Regions from separate parts of the Mus musculus genome. Here region 1 is linked to region 2. A link is a contact called in public Hi-C data. All regions are on one chromosome and are shown on one strand. Each heading gives the region's core, a stretch centred on a gene start, on an enhancer-like site or on the middle of the called end of the contact. The rest is flanking DNA. Distances are from core to core; before and after follow the strand shown. Region 1 overlaps Nfia (nuclear factor I/A). Region 2 overlaps Nfia (nuclear factor I/A).

The links. A called contact is a pair of places that touch in the nucleus more often than the background predicts.
Region 1: a Hi-C map of the 63-12 cell line shows a contact between it and region 2, with 2.0 times the contacts expected there. The contact joins two enhancer-like sites. A contact is called at or near these places in 17 of 484 Hi-C or Micro-C datasets (the 63-12 cell line, CD4 T cells, CD8 T cells and 9 more) and 2 of 115 datasets of contacts at active chromatin or transcription factors (heart atrium and regulatory T cell precursor).

What each region holds. Positions count from the first base shown.
Region 1 is chr4:98,102,654-98,109,472 of GRCm38.p6, forward strand. All of the region lies in intron 10 of Nfia (nuclear factor I/A), which reads left to right. Among named protein-coding and RNA genes, the nearest start is that of Gm34784, 20 kb to the right of the region's middle. Within about 2 kb of position 1,713, at least 78 of the 459 cell types and tissues checked have an H3K27ac peak or open chromatin away from gene starts, as enhancers often do. A contact at or near this core is called in the 63-12 cell line and liver, where this site is marked.
Region 2 is chr4:98,034,434-98,040,890 of GRCm38.p6, forward strand. The region is part of intron 6 of Nfia (nuclear factor I/A); the gene reads left to right. Among named protein-coding and RNA genes, the nearest start is that of Gm34218, 15 kb to the left of the region's middle. Within about 2 kb of position 4,903, at least 42 of the 459 cell types and tissues checked have an H3K27ac peak or open chromatin away from gene starts, as enhancers often do. A contact at or near this core is called in the 63-12 cell line and liver, where this site is marked.

The DNA.
Region 1 (6,819 bases), core at 463-2,962, 65 kb after region 2:
AAGAGACCTGATCATTAGCACAGGTTCCAGGGAGAAAAACTCACCCTCAAAGCCCCCTACACACACATACGCACACGCATGCGCACACGCATGCGCACCCAAACGCACCACACGTTCTCCACCCCACCTTCACACCACATTTTCCAAGGCCAAGCTGTCGTGCCACCATCTCAGCTCCGCCCAACACATCCGGTACTGTCGCCCCAGCCCAGTACATAGGAACTCAGGACAATTTCATCGGGTTGTTGTCCTCTTAATCTCTACGCCGCACCTCAGATCTCGGGCAGCTTCCGTGGCACGGACTCACTTTAATGGATAGAATCTATTTTTCATGAAAAAGCAGGAAATAAGCTGTCTCTTTCATAAAAAGATTTACAAAATGTAATCATTGTTGAAATATTCCCTTTGAACTGCCGTGTCCACGGGGGTCTCCGGCTCCCAGAGGCCAGCTTCATTAGAGCCTCCTCCCAAGCGCTCCAGAAGGGCAGGTACGCTGGTGGGGCCTGCTTTGATGTCTTCCATGAATGAAAGAAAAGCACAATAAAAAAGAGCTGTTGATCAAGCATAAAATACTCTTTAAGCTGACAGAATAGCAGCGTTAACACACCCTAAGCTGCTTTTACTCCCCCCCCCCTTTTCCTCACGTTTTCCTGTGCTTTGTGTACAGTGGGGGTTTGTGTTTTATAAAAAGTCTCTGATCTATGTAGTATGCCATTCACTAACAAAAACCAAAATAGGATTGTTTCTGTCCCACTTGGTTTCCTGACTACTCCCTGTCTCCCTCCCTCCCTATGCCCCCCATCCAAGTCTGGAAGGCCTGCAGTTTAGCCTGGTGCTTTTCAGGGGCTTGAGCCAATCCCTTTGTGTTGTAGATTTCGCGGCTCTGAATTTAATACCACAATTAAAGACAGATTTTTATTTTCTCAAGAACTTTCCCTTGCAACTAGGAGGAGGAGCTGGCCCAGCTGCCACTCATAACTTAGAAAATTATATCATTTAATACAAGAAAATGCATGGCTGAGGGACCACTTTCTTAGGAAATGGGTCTTCTTTAGGCCCAAGTGGATCCTTGGGCCAGCCATATTTAACAGTAAGAGAACCCAGAACTCGGTTTCCCAAACTTGTTCCCAGTCAGGTACCTCATCAATCAGTAATCAAGTATTACGTCATCCTCAATATTTCTGCTTCGTGGAGTCAAACAGTGAGGCTCTAAGGTGCCGGCAGCCATGCCTAAGATCATCTAGTCCACAGAATGCAGGTGCCACTGTTCCTGTGAGATTGGACACCAGAGCCCAAGTGTGCACCAGGGGATACAGCCCCCCAGTCGGTCTTCAGCGTAAACACAAATGGGACACAGGGCAGTTTTGAACAGGAAAGTCTTTGGTTTCATGGGGGTGAGAGTATCAGAGGAAATTATAAAGGGAGAATGAGAAGAGACTGGACTTAGTGGTAAGAGCAACACCAGGGTAAGCTGGGGTGGGATGAGATATCAACCGTGGAACAGCCCGCAGGACTGGCTTGTGCATGCACTCTCAAAGTTTGTAGGCACTGGATGGTTTATTGGGTAAAAAGATTAGTGTTTTCCCGTACTGAGGTTTGAACCAAAGCAGAGGTCTTGGCTGGGAGCGGCAGAGTCATTCTCCAGGGAGCAGTGGTTTGGACAAGTGCTGTGTATGTAGTAAGCAGGCAGAAGGCCATGTTGCAAAACTATTGCACATGCTCCTGACGCAGTTGGCCACGGTTGGCCCCATTGCAACAGTTCTCACATCGGAGCTGCCTGGGGCAGCCATTAGAGACTTGTGCCTCTCTAGGGAGGGCGCCTGTCACTGCAGGAGGCCAAACCATGTGCTGGGCGCATGTATGTGGCCTAGCTGTGCTATGGAGACCCATCTAAGATACGGTACTTCACTGAGGGTGCTGGTGCCTGGCCCTGGGAAACAGAATCCTGCTTTCTTTTTTTCCTCTACTTAACCCGCTCTATTCAACTTAATCTATTCAGTACCTCCTCTCTCACCCACTGGGGCAAGACCGTGGGGATGCCACACCTGAGAACATGAGTAGCTTTCTTGTGAAGAAACAGGCTGTCACAGTCCCACCACCATAGTAACAGACGGAGCCTATGGGTAAGGACCCTAAGAAAGGTACCTCAGTTTAAAGGAACATCTGGCAAGGTGGCTCGTCAGCAGGTAAAGCTCCTTGCTACAGAGCCTGATGACCTGAGTTCAATCTCTGGCTCCCACATGATAGCAAAAGAGAACCAACACCTGCAAGGTGTCCTCTGACCTCCATAGCCCACTGAGGCACACAAACACACACACACACACACACACACACACACACACACACACACACACACGTAATTTAATTTAAAAAAAAAAGAAAAGGGGGTCATTTAATCTTAGACCTCAGGGACCAGCAAGTGTTAGCACAGCACGGAAAAAGGCATAGCCTGTGCCCAGGACCCAGCAGGGAGGAAGCATTTGGCTTTGGGAGATCTGGAAGGAGTTTAACACACCACAAGTGGTGAGAAGATAAGGCTCTACAAAGGTAAGCGAGGCCACTCACGGCCCATTAATGTTTTAATAGTTTCCTGCACAATAAACAAGTCTTGGTTTAGAGTTATTGAAAACAGGCTTTCTTTAATTAACAAAATAAAATCAGACAAGAAAAATGGCTGTGGAGATCAAAGCCTGAGACTGGCAATACCCATAACTAGCACCTGTGTACAGCATGTCACCCTTTCCAGAAACTCGTGCTGACCACTGTCATCCTCTCATGCCCAGGACTCCAGGGTCACCCAGCACAGAGCCCTGTCTGTCATACAGAGCCCTGTCTATGATGTCATACAACCCATCAGTGGAATTCAGTACGGGCCTTTAGACATTTGGCCTCATCAGCTGAGTTTATCAAGATCCTTTGAGAAGTCGTGAAGGGCATAGAAGTCTAAACCAAACCTCTTCCTGCTGGACACTAAAGCTTCTAAAGGCGGATGCCACATTTTCTTTACTCCCAACATTCCCAGACCCTCAAGTCCACGACACCAAGAAAACTGCAGCCTCTTGGTACTTACTGACCAAATGACTAATGGCTCCCAAGTGGTTGATCCTAAAAGGAGAAACCAGGAATGCACGCAGAGGTCTGTCTACTCCTTCTGTGTCAGAGACAGGGGTGCCCCCTTACCCCCCCCCAGCCCCCCTCCTCCAGCTTTTGGCTGATTTGCCAAGGACAACTCATTTGTGCTAAATAGTAGGCTTAGTTCATGCAAACAAGAACAGGAAGCCAGAAATGACTAACTGACTGGATTCGTGTGGTCCAGGAGAGGTAGCATCATCCCCAGGAGGGACAATATAGTAGCTGCACTCAATGCAGACCTGCTTGCTGGGTCCCTTGTGTGGCTGGTAGAGACTGATGTGTTGGAGGGGAGCTTCCTGTATTTTTGTGTTTCCGTTTATATGTGTAAATGTCCTTAAATAACCCACCTTGCCTGGAGAGGAAAGCTAAGCGTCACACCCACTTCTGGATTCCACATTAACAACCTCCTTCCGTGCAGTGTTAAACTTTGCCCCGAAGGGCCTTTTGTTCAACTTTTTAATTTGAAAAACAGATTTTGCTGTCACAGCCCAGCCTGCCCTCCACAGCATGCGTGCGCTCACACACACACACACACACACACACACACACACTGTCTCTCTGTCTTTCTGTCTCTGTCTGTCTCTGTCTCTCTCTCTCCCAAAGTGAAATATCTCAGATCTACTTCTTTTCTGTTTTTAAAATGTATGCCCTGCCCGCTGCGTAGAAAGGGAGACTGTAAGAAAAAGTTGCGTGTGTTAGAATATTGGCAGTTGAGAAGGAAGGTGAGTCCCTTGACTTCATCACCTGTCTCCAGTAGACTCTGGACCAACTCCATTTTGTAAGGCACAAGAGAAGGACCAGCCTGCCACTGTCACAGTGCGGGCTGCCATCTCAGCCCTCTTGTTTAGGATACAGTGGGACGGAGGCTGTTTATGGTTCGTAAATCCTGACTACTGTGAGCATTCCAGAATCCCCACAGAATGGGGCTGGAACTTTCATGGAGCTGTAAATTAAGGGGCGGGAAGTGTGATAAAACTCCTAAGAGAACCGCGCTGCAATGGTTAAATGAAATTTTATAAGCACGTCGCTGGGCGCGGAGCTGTTTTGCATTACATGAGTTGAATACCTTAGAGACACCACATCTGCAGGCACTTTATTAAATCCTGAGTCAGCACTTTCCAACCTGATGAGATTACTTCTCCATCTGACCAGCTAGAAGGAAAGCTGAGCTCTCGGACTGCAGATTTCTTTTGATGTTTCACCTTGAACACTGAAAGAGGACGGGTTCCCCCTCCCACCCCTGGTTCATCCCAAACTGTGGACATTGAGAATGTAACTGGCTAATTTCTTGAAACTAGAGCCTTTGAGGGAGTGTGGATTTATGGGCCACCAAATCAACTGTGGTTGAATGTTCCTGCTGGGGGAGGGGCAATAGATCAAAGCCCAGTGTTTACTGCCTCAATGTAAATGTATCAAGATAACATCCTCTGATGCAGTACTGTAATATTGCCACTCTCGGCAGATAAGGGACAGGGATTCCTTTGTAGTCGCCTGGATACAGTAGGGCAGATTAAGGGCCTATAAAGTATGAAGGCAGAGGCCATATGAAACCCAAGCAGATGTCAGACGTGAGGATGATTTCCTGACTCTCCCTCCACAGATGAGTTTTGCTTCTCGTGTCAGTATCTTCCCAATGACTTGATTCAATCCAAGTATTTCCCAGATTTTCTCAGATCCCTCTCGCTCTCTGTTCTCCTGTCCCAAGAAGAAAGATGCCGAATCCTCCTTTAGTGAGTGCTCTCAGACTTGCTGCGTTTTCAAGTAACGAGATTAAAGGGAAATGCCACAGCAAAGGAGCCTTTCCTCCTATTGCCTTACCCGGCTGAGGCGATTGGCAGTTCTCAGAAGTTTAGGAAAATCCAGGAGCACCTCTGTGTGGGCGGTTGTCACACCTGTCACCACCAGTGTCTTCAACTACAAACTGACAGATAGAAAACTTGGCAAAATGGAGTAATTTCTTATTGCTTACAACTGTTTCTCTACTATATTTCTGCAGATCGTTTACTAAGAGACCTCATTCAAAAAAACAGAAAGAAAGAAAGAAAGAAAGAAAGAGAGAAAGAAAGAGAGAGAGAGAGAGAGAGAAGTTCGTGTGTGGTTCCCCCTAACTGACTTCCCATTCTGGAAGCCCTTGGTCAAGTAGCTGGGTTAATTGTCATGAAGATTAGTGAGATGTTGAAATAAGTACTAATGGTCAAATTACAGGAGTGAAAAGTGGGAGAATAGGTTTTGGTTTGGACCTGAAAGGGTTAATTAAGGTTTTTTCACGGGTTATTAAAGACCCCCAACCCCTGCCTTAGGAGTCATATTGACAGCCCACCACAGGGCAGCTCAGCTCCTCTATTGACATGTTGCTGGTAGGAGCACAATAGCCCCAGTATCTGCAAATCATTGCTAAAATCATCTCAAGGAAAAAAAAGTTCCCAAGCTTTAACATTAGACAAAAGCCCGGGAGTTGCAGTGTGCAGCTCAAAAACCCAGAGTCAGCAACTTCTATTGATTAAAAACTAACCTTTAAAGTAACTCTGAGAGCGTGTGGTTAGCATTTAAATTTAAACATGTCGTGAGTTGATTTGTGTTACTGAATACCAACTCAGAAGGAGTAACATTCACAGTGCGGTTTTTTTTTCTTTCTTTCTTTCTTTTTTTTTTTTTTTTCTAACTCCCTTAAGCAGCTAAAGTATTTCATGAAATGTCAAAAGGGCAGAAAGAAAAAGGGGAGGGGCCAATGCGGGGCCTCATCGTTTTCTTTCCCAGGCAAATATTCACCCCCCAAAAGAAAAGTGTGGAGAGCGAAACACAATAATTAGTCCTTTGTCTAACTTTCTCAAATGCCAAAGAAAGACAGATTAATTAAATATACAACAGTGTTGGTTTTTGGAGCGGGGGTCTAGCTTGCTGGGTAGGTCATAAATTAGGCAGAATAAATACTTCAGTGTGTTTGCAGTGGGCCTGCTACGTCAGAGCCACTGGAAGGTTGGTGGGAGGAGAGTGGCGGGTTTCTTGCTAATGATAGTCACGTCTGGGTCTGTCTGGTTGCTAAGAGCAACCAGACATGATGTAACACCAGGATGAACTTGAACTTGGGGGACTTGAAAAGAGAACAATAGCCCAGAGCAATCAATAAAGCCTATTTCAGTGAAGGGTTACAGAGCTGCTCTGGGGTAACCTTGTGGGCGAGGCACACACTGAATAGTAAGATGTGTGAAGAAACTTTTTTTTTCTTTGCTTTGCTTTGCTTTGCTTTGCTTTGCTTTGCTTTGCTTTGCTTTGCTTTGCTTTGCTTTGCTTTGCTTTGCTTTGCTTTGCTTTGCTTTGCTTTGCTTTGCTTTGCTTTGCTTTGCTTTTTAGCAGAAGTATGTACAGGGCACTGCTGATTTTTGTAATGTCCTGAATGCAGAAACTACGGGACGGAAAACTGCTCCCCCTGGTGACTCGCCAGGTCCCAGGCCTTTGCTTCAGGACTGCCACACTGAAGAAGTCCAGAATTTCACAACTGCCTTAGAAAGCATGCAAACAGATTGGGAACAGCACTTACCACTCAGTTTGAGACTGTTCTGTATAAGAGCAGATATGGAAAGTGGATCTGCGTCAGAGATCAGGAGAAACTTAACGCAGACACGGTTTGCGGTCTGCTTCCCTCCCCTTTCCTTCTTACTGATCTTTCTTTTGTCCACTTAGATTTAG
Region 2 (6,457 bases), core at 3,653-6,152:
TGTTCGTGTTCAAAGCCTGGCTTCTGTACTTTCTTAGCTGTAGCCCCTTGCCTTCTCAGTCTTTACTCCCAAGGCATCCTCTCTCTGAGCCAATCTTGAACCTACTGGACTATTCCCAAGCATGCCTGACTTGCTCCCACCTACAGAAAGTTCTCCATGCCTCCTTCCTGCCCTTATGTGTGGCAGACCTAGGCTATTGTTGTGCTTATTGCAAGTTCAATTACCCATGATCCTTTGTACTCCAGAATGTTAATATGCATCTTGATTTTCAAGAAGTAGAAATCATAGCTGCTTAACTTAAATTGCTTTGAGTCTACATATAAATTTACCTTAGCAGATCTTTACTCTGTCTGACAAGGCTACCATCAGATTCTGTCCAGCCTGATTGTCCAGCAATTTGCCAAGACCTGGGTGTTAAAATGCCATGAGTAGTCATGATCTTGAGTAAATTTCTTAACATCCCTTAAGCTCTAACACCTGCAGTGTTAGATTGTAGATAGGCAAGGATAATACCCACACATCTGAAATTAAAGTGTAAGAAATTAAGATATTTGTAAGTACACAGCACATAGTAGGTACTCTCTAATGTATAGCTTTATTGTTTTCAGTTGATTTTTGGAAATGATTAATATACAGGAATTTGATCTCACCGGGTGTCTGCTGAGCCAGGAAGTGAAGGCATGTTTAGACCTTTAGGCTTGGAGGAATCCTGACCTGGATTGAGGGACATCGTACAGGTGGTCACTGGGGATTAGAAGCTAAGGAAGAGGAAGGCCAGAATATGTCAAGTGCCATATAGACCAGTGGTTCTCAACCTGTGGGCCATGACCCTCTTGGAGGTTGACAATCCTTTTACAGGGCTCTCCTAAGAGGATCAGGAAACAGATATTCACATTGCAATTCAAAGCAGTAGCAAAATTATACTTATGAAGTAGCTATGAAAACAATGTTATGAATGAGGGAGTCACTACAGTATGAGGAACTATCGTAATAGGTCAGAGCATTAGGACAGTTGAGAACCACTCATACAGACCAGCGTTTGGGGAGCTCATCCTGAGCTTAAAGAGCAAAGTAGCATGTGCTTTTAGTTTCTCTCAAACACTCTGTGGCTGTAAATGAGAGTCCCTGAAACTCAACTTCCTGTGTCAGTTATGACACTTTGAAGAAAGGAATTTGAATTTCATGCCCCAAACTCCAGCCATGGGCATATGAGGCAGTTTCCTATAGACTGTACCTGGGCAACTGTCAGAGAAAAATGACAGCTCTTCAATGAAGTAAGCAGCTGCACTCTGTTGCCTTGGTGTCCTTTTAAAATGTCTGTCCAGGGACTGTAGGAATGGCTCATTGGTTGAGAGCACTTGTTGCCCTTGAAGAGGACCTGGGTTCAATTCCCAGCACTCACACAGTGGTTCACAACCATATATAAATCCAGCTCCAGGGACTCCAAAGGCCTCTCCTGACTTCCACCACACAAGGCACACATGTGGTACACATACATATGCTCAGGCAAAACATCCATACACATAAATTAATTAATTAACTAATTAATTAATTAATTACATGGAAATTTTAGGTTTCTGGTTTGCCCTCCCTCAACCCCATTGCTCCTATAATTCCTGAAAGGGGCCCTTGGAGGTTTCTTAAGTAGTGAAAACTTTCTAGTGCCTGTAGCAATTCCTTCCCAGCTTCTACTGTGGAGTTCTTGATCAAAGTCTAGGGTAAAGCCCATAATCTGGGGATAGAATAGTTAAAAATCATGATTCTCCTATTTTCTTTTTTTCATTACTTAAAGTAAATCTTAATTTATCTAGGAGAACTTGAGAATTAATGAATTAAATATCATCTAATCTTATTTGTTGAAAGCTATTTCTTAGAAAAATTGGGGGGAAAACAACAATTTCCAGACATGTCTAATCTTTTTTTTTAAAAAGCACTAATTATACCTCTCTTCCTCCCACCCCAAGAAAATTATAGCCTAGCCCCTTTTGTATGAGGTGGTGTCATTTTCTCTGAATTAAGTGTATTCTAGAGGAAAACCTTACAATTTAGGATTAGTTAGGTAAAAGTAATGGAGACTTCTTGAAATCTAGCGAGTGTTTGTAGCAGGTGTTGCTATACATAACTCAAAAATCCTGTTGGTTCTTATTGCAGATGATAGGTTGCCACATACGTAGCAACGGAAAGCAACACACATTTTGTATGTCCTATGTCCATGGTCAGCAGTCTCACTACCAGGTGCTCAGGTCTCTCCCAAGGATGACAGCATGGTCTTGTTCCATCTGTAGCCCTCTCTAGAGCTTAGGGTCCTCCTTCAAGTCTTCATGGTCGCTGGCAGAATTCAGCATTATGGCTTTAGGACCAAGGTTTTGCTTTTCTTAAGTCTCATTACTCTAGATAGTACACTAGAATTAAAGGTTTTGTTCGTTCACAGAAACCCCTACCAGTTATTATTTGTGCAGTAATTATGTAACCCTGGTGCATAGATAACTGGTAAAAGAGGCATTAATAAGGAGTTAATTTCAAAGTAATGTGAAAAAGCCAAACTATTTCAAAAGCAAAAGTCAAGGTGGATGTCCTCTAGCTTTCAACATAGAATATTTTACTTGCATTTTGAAATTTCACTGGTCAATTAAGTATACAAAACAAATTAACCAAAACATACATTATGCATGTAGAAAAATATTAAAGTATATAACAAGGAAATGGGCTCAATATAAGTCTTTAAAAATTGAAAACACAAAGTAATTTTGAGCTTCATGACAGCCTTAGGGTTCACATTACTTAACTGTGATAAATTTAGATTAGACATAGTCTGGCGTGTTGTTCTTACATGCTGACTACGCTTCTCCCCTCTGTAACTCTGTCAAGAAGGATTTAAAGTAAGTGTGTGTGTGTGTGTGTGTGTGTGTTCGTGTTCACACTACAATGTGTATGCAGAGGTTAAACCTCCCACCTTGTTTTTAGGCAGTGTCTCTCTGTTTGTGCTGCTGTACTGTGTAATCCAGGCTAGCCAGGCAGCAAGCTCCTGCTGTAGGCATATATATTCATTTGTTTGCATAGGTCTAAGCATGCATAGCTCCACTCTGTCATAGGAGTGCAAGGACTAAGCATGCTTAGCTCCACCCTGTCATAGGAGTGCAGGGACTAAGCATACATGCCTTTACCCTGTCATAGGAGTGCAGGGACTAAGCATGCATGCCTTTACCCTGTCATAGGAGTGCGGGGACTAAGCATACATGCCTTTACCCTGTCATAGGAGTGCGGGGACTAAGCATACATGCCTTTACCCTGTCATAGGAGTGCGGGGACTAAGCATACATGCCTTTACCCTGTCATAGGAGTGCGGGGACTAAGCATACATGCCTTTACCCTGTCATAGGAGTGCGGGGACTAAGCATACATGCCTTTACCCTGTCATAGGAGTGCAGGGACTAAGCATGCATGCCTTTACCCTGTCATAGGAGTGCAGGGACTAAGCATGCATGCCTTTACCCTGTCATAGGAGTGCAGGGACTAAGCATACATGCCTTTACCCTGTCATAGGAGTGCAGGGACTAAGCATACATGCCTTTACCCTGTCATAGGAGTGCGGGGACTAAGCATGCATGCCTTTACCCTGTCATAGGAGTGTGGGGACTAAGCATACATGCCTTTACCCTGTCATAGGAGTGCAGGGACTAAGCATGCATGCCTTTACCCTGTCATAGGAGTGTGGGGACTAAGCATACATGCCTTTACCCTGTCATAGGAGTGCAGGGACTAAGCATGCTTAGCTCCACCCTGTCATAGGAGTGCAGGGACTAAGCATACATGCCTTTACCCTGTCATAGGAGTGCGGGGACTAAGCATGCTTGGCTTTACCCTGTCATAGGAGTGCAGGGACTAAGCATGCTTGGCTTTACCCTGTCACAGGAGTGCAGGGACTAAGCATGCTTGGCTTTACCCTGTCATAGGAGTGGGGGGACTAAGCATGTTTGGCTTTACCCTGTCACAGGAGTGCAGGGACTAAGCATGCTTGGCTTTACCCTGTCATAGGAGTGCAGGGACTAAGCATACATGCCTTTACCCTGTCATAGGAGTGCAGGGACTAAGCATGCTTGGCTTTACCCTGTCATAGGAGTGCGGGGACTAAGCATGCTTGGCTTTACCCTGTCACAGGAGTGCAGGGACTAAGCATGCTTGGCTTTACCCTGTCATAGGAGTGCGGGGACTAAGCATGTTTGGCTTTATGTAGGTTTGGGGGGGTTTTGGATGCAGAACCTCATGCTTCTTTGGCAGTACTTTGACCACTGGCCTTTCCCAAAAGCTCATATTTTGCTGTTTTTAAAAAATCACTTAGCAGCTTGATCACTCTCTACCTGTTACTGCCACTCTCTACCTGTTACTGCCCAAGTTGTACTTAAAGTTCCATTCTTACACACCGCGCATTGAGGAAAATGAACATTTTGAAGAAATCCCAGCTTTCTTGAATCAGTCATTTGCTCCCTTCAGTATAGTTGGTTCAATGCCATGATTCCAACAGTGATCCCATTGTTCAAAAAACTGAAATAAAAATCTTCATTCTTCAAAGTTTTGAGATTTTTCCACTTCTGTTCTGTCTCTGTGTCTTTCCTAACATGTAATTCTGGCATTTGACTGACTTTAAAGTAGAAGAGTAGGTAGCTCAAAACTTCCTTTGTGCAAAAGAGGTTTGAATGACTTGGGAGATTGGTCAACACTTAAACGTTTTATTATTTATGTTTTTATTTGAAGGCCTTCCCCTACTGTAGTTGAATCCTAAGACCTTGCTTGGGTCGTTGTCAGTGATTGTTCACCTATGACCTCAGTGTACCCTAGCTGTTAGCACACTGGTACGGTATGGCCTGTGACCTTTGCAACAAATATAATGGATGCAGCTACGACTGGCAGATTTGTTTTTAATTCAGATCGATCAAACAGGGGTTGACCTAGAATGGATCTGACTTAGGAGTATGAACAGCATGAAATCACACAGCTACCCATTGTGTACTTGCATCTGACTAGGAATATACTAACTAATTTGTTCTTCTCTTGAGATGAAAATCATGAGTTTTGTTATATCAAAGCATCTGTGTGTGAAGTCACAGGTAAAAGTGCAAGCCGTACATGGAGTTTAAAGAAGAGAGAGGGAGAGGGAAGGAGAGAGGGAGGGAGAGAGAGAGGGAGGGAGGGAGGGAGGGAGAAGGAGAGAGGATATTTTGGGACCCTTCGGTACATTTTAGACTCTTTGATCAACATATTTATATTAGAGAAGACCTAAACAGACACACTTCATAACCAGATGCATTTAGATAACATTTTATAGGATAATATTAATCTCTGATTTTAAAAAAAAACCAAAACATGTTTAGGAATAGCCTCTCTACATAAAAATACTATAGTTCATGGTACTAGGAATTACTCACTGACAGTTACATACTAATATCAATAGACCAATTACTTATTTTTCTAGTTTGCCCAAGTAAATCTCAGATAAGAGTAGACAAAACATAGGTATACATGTTTAAATGACTTTTTTTTTCTTTTTCTGATGCAGTACAGACCAATTTTATGCTGGAAACTTGAGATCCCAGATTTGTCCTGTGATAAGGAGATTTGACGTCATTTCCTTTATTATATGTCCAAACTTCTGTTGTCTTACCTGGCACGCCCCCAAATGAATAGATGACTCCAGTTGTGCCTGTCAGCACAGTTGCTGAGAACACCACAAATCCAGTAATTACAAGGGACTGTTTTCCCATTCTTCCCCCAGTATTTTTCTTTCCAATGCATTTCCTAAGTTTAACATGCTGTGAAAACCCTAGACACTGTAGAAAATGCTATTCTTTAAGACACGCTTTTCTTATGTTTTCTTAGCATAAGGGTGATATATGTTCATCATAGGAAGGGCAAGTAAGCAAACGGAAGCCAGCAAACCACAAAAAGTTAACTCACTGAGGAGCCGCGGTTACAGTGTACGCACGGCTTCCAGTTCTTTCTCTGCATAGAAAAAAGGACACAAATTATGTTGTACGTTCTGTGATTGATGTACTACAACACCCCATGTTGTAATTGGCTTTTCAGTCAACATTATATTATAAATATCTCCCATGTTGTTATTCTTTTACAGTAGTCTTTTCATTGGTTAAACCATATTTACTGAACCAGTCCCAATTGCTTGTATTTTAAGGATTTGGGGTTTTTGTTTTTTTTTTTTTTTACTTTTATCTTTTCTTTTCCTGTTCTATAAATAATTCACTGAAAGAACATCTGAGCTGCTATTATCAAGGGCATTTTTATGTTAAAAAAGCTAAATTATTTAAAGTGTAGAAAAATGCTTTGGTGCTGAAATAAGGTTACTGACAAGACAAAATGATTGCATGCGAGGCTGCCTTTGTGTGCCTAGGCAGCCTCCTTTGTAAGGGTCCCAAAGGTCACAGACACGTGACAGAGTCACTGG